2 separate regions of the Macaca fascicularis genome follow, and region 1 is linked to region 2. A link is a contact called in public Hi-C data. All regions are on one chromosome and are shown on one strand. Each heading gives the region's core, a stretch centred on a gene start, on an enhancer-like site or on the middle of the called end of the contact. The rest is flanking DNA. Distances are from core to core; before and after follow the strand shown.

Region 1 (3,520 bases), core at 213-2,712, 270 kb before region 2:
CCAGCCTGGCCAACATGGTAAAACTCAGTCTCTACTAAAAATACAAAAATTAGCTGGGAATAGTGCCAGGTGCCTGTAATCCCAGCTACTTAGGAGTCTGAGACAGGAGAATCGCTTGAAGCCGGGAAGCAGAGGTTGCGGTGAGCCAAGATCGCACCACTGCACTCCAGCCTGGGCGACAGAGCAAGACTCCATCTCAAAAAAAAGAAAAAAAGTTCAAGTGAGACAGTGAGCAGTTAATGTCAATGAAATGATTTCACCTGGGGAAGCTTGCCTTGTGATTAATGCAGGTGGGATGACATCCGAGGCGCCTACTTTCTGGGCTGTAATCTCCTAGGGCCAGAAACTCAAGATGATGTTTTGTAGACCTAATCTTATACTAAGGCAATTTCATAGAAGACTGGCTGGCATCTCCAGGAAATTTGGAGGCATGTGGCCACTTCCTAGAGGAGCTGTTTTAAGTACAGACACAAAATTTAGAAGTTACTGAGGTTTGTTCAGGCACTCATTTCTCCAAAAGCCAGGGTTGGTTTTCTGTTTGTTTGAGAGGGAGTCTTGCTCTGTTGCCCAGGCTGGAGTGCAATGCTGGGATCTCAGCTCACTGCAACCTACGCCTCCGGGGTTCAAGAGATTCTCCTGCCGCAGCCTCCCGAGTAGCTGGGGTTACAGGCGCCCGCCACTATGTCCAGCTGATTTCTGTATTTTTAGTAGAGATGGGGTTTCCATGTTAGGCTGGTCTCGAACTCCTAACCTAAGGTGATCCGCCCGCCTCGGCCTCCCAAAGTGCCAGGATTACAGGCGTGAGCCACCGCACCCTGCCGCCAGGGTTTTTTGTTTGTTTTTGTTTTTTGTTTTTTAACGTAGTGTTGTTGTTGTTGTTGTTTGTTTGTTTAATTTTCTCAATGAGGTCCAGTGAAGGAACCAGGAACATGTATCTCCTCCACAATATGAGGATTTATACTTTTGCTCTTGGAGATGTTTGCAGGCACCTGAGAAGGCTCCTTGCTCAATTCTTCCTCTAAGGTCCTTAATGGAGTTTTACAACCTGGTCTTGCAATCTCTCACTGGGGGAGACAAGAAAGGTCCGTGTTTTCCTTTTGTGAGCCTCATTCTCCCACCTCTGGCAAGGATACGTTTTTCCAGGTTTTGTTGTTGTTGCTGAAGAAACTGGGAGTCCCAGGAGCCACAAGAGAAAGCTGTAATTTGGGGCCACCTCTAGTGTTCCAGTTCCAAACTTGGCAGGCTGGGCAGCACGCTGGTTTAACATGAGCAAGCAGCAGCAGGCTCCTCCCTACTGCTCTGTGCGGGGGTTGAGGAACACTCCTGGAAAGTCCGTCTAGTAAAGGGATCCTAGAAATAGGACACACAGAAGGAAAACAGACATCCAAAAAAGTCTATTTCCGAGAGATAGGGAATGGTAGCGTGGAGGAAAGATCAACAGACCGGAGAGAGAAGAGAGGCCAAGGTCCCAGCAAGGAGGGAGAGTCTTGTATAGCGTGAAGCCCCAAACCATGAGCTCGGGACAGATACACAGAGCGAGGAGAGGGTGGCTGCTAAATTCTAACTCCACCAGTGACAGTGGAGGTTTGTGAAGGACCAAGCCCGTGGAAACTGTGTAACTGAGTTATTATTCTGGGAAACCGGCCTGAGCTTTCCTTTCTTCATCCAGGAAGCCCAGCGAGCTTCATTGCGAGAGGGAAGAGAAAAAAATTTCAGCACTGACCACAAGGTGGCGCCAGACGCCCGTGGATGTAATGGGATCTTCCCCTCCTGGTGAGCTCCGGAAGCTGGCGATGGGATCAAGTCCTCCAGATTCAAAGGAAACCAAGAGGTCTGCACGCCCGGAAAGGTACTCTAGCCTAAGGATAATATACTGCACACGGAAAATAATAAAAAACATCTTTATTAAAGAGACGGGGAGGGTTGGCCCAGAGACTAGACCGGCAGAGTCTGCAATCCTTCTGTGAAGGGAACTTAAAAGACTTTTCCACCGAACCCCTTGAAAGGACAGGGAGAGCCAAGCTGGGAAAGACTGGACGTTAAGGGGCAGAGAGGAGCCTTTAGAGGAGAAAAAATGCCCTCTGACTGATGGATTTGCATTTACTGGTATTCTTCATTGACACAATAAACGAGTCGATAAGCCCAACACGATTGAATAACAAGTAGAAATGCATTCTATTAGATTCATCTTCTCTGAGAATTATGGTAGCTTTGCTCTTCTTGGGTGTCATGGACTGATGACTTTTCAAATATATGGTATCGATTGTGCCAGCCAATATTCTCCTTCTGGTGCTTGTATTGTCCCAACTTTGGCCAGGAGGAGCCCTGTATAGATTGTTCCTTTTGTAATTTTGAATGACCCTTATTTAACGCTTTGCTTTCTGTCCCAAAAAGGTGTAGGCGTTCTAGGATTACCTTGTACCTTTCAACTCCAAACTGAGATGGCATCCACTACTGCTCCAAGAAACTTTGGCTCCTTTGGGAGAAAACTAACACTAGAAACCAAAATCAGCATTAAGATGCATTGCGGAGGTGACATTTCTCCTGGGCCGTTTCAGTGGAAAAAAGTCAAAATATTTTTAATGTAATGTTTTGTAAAGACATGACTTCATATTAATATGTTTGATTCAGTACCAACAGTACCCTGTTCTTAGTCAAATTTGAAACCTACAATAGCCTTCCTTGTGACTAATCCTGAAGTCTAGATTCTTATCAAAATATGCAAAATATATATTATTTACTTGCTTTATCTGATAATAGTTGCAAAAAATACGCTATCAATACAAACAGTATAGATACTGAATAAAGTTTTTGTTTTAGACTACATACACCTAAGTATTTGTTGCCAAATTACTTTGTTCTAGAATCTCTCATAATATCTCACACCATGTGACTATGCAGGGACTTATCTGACAGGTACTTCTGGGTCCATTGTTTCCATCCACTTTCATTTTGAAGAGGCTGCAACCTGCCCCCAGCCCCTGCTTCCTGCTCTACCTTTTCATTTTATCGTGACTTACAAACTCCCAATATACTAAATAATTCACTTAATAATAATACTTTGTTATTGTGTTGTTATTTCTCCCTTACCCCATTGGAGTGTAAGCCTCATGGAGCAGGGATTTTATTCACTGGACCCTGGCAGTTGCACCCTAAAGGCAGGACTAAGAAAGCTGGGCTTGATTCTGGGGGCTCAGTGGACTCTACTGCGTTGGGCTGCAAGAGACAGTCTTCACTGAAACAGCAGAAGCTGCTGTAGGCCGCTCCCAGATACTCATTCCCCCCAGCGCGCGCGCGCACACACACAAGTATTTCCCCAGTTCCTGCAGGACTCATTGAGAGGCTGTGAAAACAAAGCAAACCAATAGTGCTGAGCCTGAGCCCCTGGACTCGGTGACTGGGCATCTGGAGGGTTGGAGCTTCTAGAAAAAAAGAGTGTGGCAGGAAGTTGTGCCTTATGATGAGTGACCCGGCTCCTGGTTTGCCCAGAGGAGTCCTGGTTTACAGCTGTGGTCCTGCT
Region 2 (3,694 bases), core at 1,085-3,584:
TAAGAGAGATGAATTATTTTAAGTGTTTTGAGCTGCAGCTTTCTGGCAAGTAGCTGAACACGAGGAATCTCAGTTTAGGAAAAATCAAGAACAGACTAATTTTGGGAGACCTAAGCGAAGGCATGTAGTAGAGAACAGATTGAGGAAAGAGGAGGTGCTAGCAAAGAAATCAGAAGACCAGCAAACTAGGTAGGTGTAGATCCACGGAAGTGTCTTAAAAGAAAGGGAAAAAGCGTTTCAAGTAGGGGATGGGGATTGGTGAAAACCGTAACTGTTTCTTTTGAGAAATGTGTCAATGAAAGGAAGGCTGATAGTATAGCAACCGAAGGGAGTAACATCACTGAATTTAAAAAAAAAAAAAATTTTTTTTTTTTTGATACGGAGTCTCACTCTTGTCGCCCAGGCTGGAGTGCAGTGGTGTGATCTCGGCTCACTGCAACCTCCACCTCCCGGGTTCGAGAGATTCTCCTGCCTCAGCCTCCCGAGTAGCTGGCATTACAGGAGCACACCACCACGCCTGGCTAATTTTTGTATTTTTAGTAGAGACAGGGTTTCACCATGTTGGCCAGGGTGGTCTCAAACTCCTGACCTCATGTTATCTGCCCGCCTCGGCCTCACAAAGTGCTGGGATTACAGGCGTGAGCCACCGCACCCTGCCAAGACAACAGAAACTTCTGAGAAACAGAAAGGAAGACGACAGTGGATACGAAGATACTTACGATATAAGGCGCTAGGAAAGTAGTGGTTGAAGGAGGAGGTGGGAAGGGATGGCATAGTTTCAGGCAGAGGGGGTGGCTTTGGAGAGAAGGAAAAGGGTTCTGGGTTAATTTGGTTAGACATTTTGAGATCACGAACAGGAGGTGGTCACAGATATTTTATTATGGAGGGAATGTCAAATCGGAATTGGAGTCCCATAGCTTTGAGCCCAGGAAACTAGATGAATTTATCTATTAGTATGGGCTGGGACTGGCATCTTTAATAACATGGAAAGCTTGAAACAGTCTTTGTGGAAAATAGGATAGGAAATCAGCCAGAGATTAGAAAAAAACCCAAGAAAATTATAAGGAGGAGTCCAGTCACGAATTCATATCCAATCTGGACAGTTATGACTTCCTGCAGTGAAAAGCCACACATCTTGCAAACCCTTGAGAGAGAAACCGCAAATAGGGGTAACCTATTGGAGATAGGCCCTGAAGACTATAAAGTAGTTGAGGGATTCTATACTGAGATAGAGTTGGCTATAGCGATAGAGCAGTTAGTCAGATATGGGGCTAATGATCCAGTAGAGTAAGGATTCACTTTTGTGGTAAAAAGTTGTAAGCAGGTGAAAGGTAGGGATCCATAACCATAGAGGGGCAGGTGGAGATCAGGGAAGAGGTGACGTTCAACATAAATAGTTAATTATTTCACCTTAGTGATTATTTCTCTTTTGGCATCTAGAAGGCTAAGATTCTCATGTTTATCTCAGAGCTACTGAAAGTAGTCCTAGGTTGCGGAAGGAGAAATCCAATTTCACAGCTGAGTCTATTTTCTCAGTCTAGTTATATTCTCTTCTCACAAACTAGCCAATGCTGCCGCCTTATGCAAAGCCAGCACCACGGAGAGGATGTGCTTTACAGAGGCAGGATGACGCCAATCGGCCTGGGGCGGGCAGTGTTTCGTCTAGATTAATGGCGAGGGAAGTCCCCAACAGTTCCTTTGAAACCTTTTCACCCTCGCCTGGTGAAAGCGCTTGTCAACTGTAAATCGCAAATATAATGCTAAGCTCTGAGGCCCTTGTTAAATCCAAGTGGGAGCAGAGATCTGAGCTGCCTCACCCTCGGGTTTCCGCAGGGCGTCTCGAGAGCTGTGGGTGGGGGCAGCAGGAGCCGGGCGGGGACAGAGGAAAGCGCCGGCCCTGAGACCTAGGGAGGAGTCTCGGTGAAGGAACCCGGGGTGGGTTCCTGCCTAGGTCTCCAAGAAGCTCCAAAAATGGCGGGCGGCAACTCGGAGAGCCGGACGCGCAGGCGCCACCGTGGCCGTTCTTCCGCCCGCCTCGGGCGGCCCAAGAACAGTCCACAGCGCCCTTATCCAGAAGCCTACGCCGCTCGCGATTGGCTGAACTGCGCGACCGCTCCGTATGGGGGCGGGGCCGCCACGCAGCGGCCACGTTTCCCGCCCCGCTGGTGCGCGTGCGCGCAATCCCCACAGGAAAGCGTTTGCGCGCGCTCCTGCCGCGGCCCCTAGCTCGCGCCTCAGCTCCCTCCCCTTTCCGGGCAGGCCCGTCCCGTCAGCAAGGCAGTGAGCACTGCGGCCAGCAGAGGGCGGTCCGGACCCAAGTCTGCAGCGGCGCCATTGGCGTGTGGAAAATGCCACCAGATGGCGGGTTAGGATTGCAGCTCCGTTGAAGGCGCGGCCCCCGCTCCCGAACCCCCGGCGACCACCCCGTAACAACCCCCCCACATCGGGAATAACACACCGGAGACTTTTGGGGGGAAACTAGGTCGACGGCCGGCGGCGCCCGGATGGGCAGCTGAGGTGAGTGCGGGCGGCGGCGACGGCGGCGGGGGGCGGGAAAGAGGGGGAATGCGGCGGCAGCGGCGCGGGGGCTGGAAGCGCCGATCCAAGATGGAGGCCGGGCGAGAGCGAGAGAGCGCGAGCGGGGAGCGGGCGGGCTGGGCGCGGGCCCCGTGCGGGGGAGGGAGGCCGCGCGGGCCTGTGCGGGGTGCGGCGGTCGTGGGCCGTCCGAGTGCCCGGAGAGGCGTCTGTGGGCGCGGCGGGCACCCCGGCGTCTTCGTCGCTTGCTACCCCTTCCGCGGGCACCGAAAATTTTGCCCCCGCCCGCCCGGGCACTACGGCGACAGGCGCGGAAGCCTTTGTGGCGCGCTTGGGCCCGCCGCCAAGCCCGCCCTCCGCCCCCCCCCTCGCCCGGGCTCTCGGGACTCGCCCGCGCCCAGCGGGGCCGGGCCGAGGCGGGCTGGCGCGAATGCCTTCCGCCGCCCGCCGACCTGCGTTTCTGCGGTGTTTTAGCGGCGGCGGCGTCACATGACAACGAGTTCGTCTCAGCGGAGGGGCCTGGGGGTCGCTCGGCGGGTCGGCTGGCCCAGGCTTCTTGTTGGCGGGGTGGGGCAGGGGGGTGTTGGCTGGGGGAGATGGGGTGTCCATGCTGGGCTTTCCAGCTATCTGCCCTCTCAGCCCCCGACGGGGGCCTCCTTGTGAAACGTGTCCAGGCCCAAGCACTACCCCGCTAGTTTGCCAGTCCCCTGAGAGACGAGGCCAATAAAAGTTGTTTTCCCTCCTTTCTCGAGGTGGGGGCGGGGTGGGAAACTAGAGTGCTTAGAGTTGGACCTGAGCCTCGTTTGCAGGGTCCGAACTGGGTGCTTCTTGTGTGGTATGGGTACTAAGAAATTTTCAGGTTTTAGGATTGTCACATCACCCCCATCTACCCATATTTGAAATGTTATCGATTCTCTTCACATTGCAGGGAATCGTGCTCCGGGCGTATAAGTCATGGGATGGTTTCGTACACTTACAAAAAGCAATGCAATTTATGATTAAAAAAAAATTATTTGCTGTTAAAGTTGGTGTTAAGATGGATAGAGTTTTTTTCTCGTGGTTCTGACTAGAAAGACTATTTTGCATCTTTGCAAAAATACACGGGAAATATCTGAATTGGCACAGAGTTGTGTGATTTGTAACTTATGTGGAATTTGAA

Evidence for each region. A called contact is a pair of places that touch in the nucleus more often than the background predicts.
Region 1: a contact with region 2 is called in a Hi-C map of liver, with 5 times the contacts expected there. The contact joins the enhancer-like site here to the promoter of STAG1 in region 2. A contact is called at or near these places in 2 of 2 Hi-C or Micro-C datasets (liver and skeletal muscle).

The regions. Positions count from the first base shown.
Region 1 is chr2:39,866,488-39,870,007 of T2T-MFA8v1.1, reverse strand. No RefSeq gene overlaps it. Among named protein-coding and RNA genes, the nearest start is that of IL20RB, 46 kb to the right of the region's middle. Within about 2 kb of position 1,462, at least 2 of the 6 cell types and tissues checked have an H3K27ac peak or open chromatin away from gene starts, as enhancers often do.
Region 2 is chr2:39,601,993-39,605,686 of T2T-MFA8v1.1, reverse strand. It overlaps STAG1 (STAG1 cohesin complex component), which reads left to right and starts at 2,334. Exons shown (of 33, transcript XM_074031099.1): 1 at 2,334-2,517.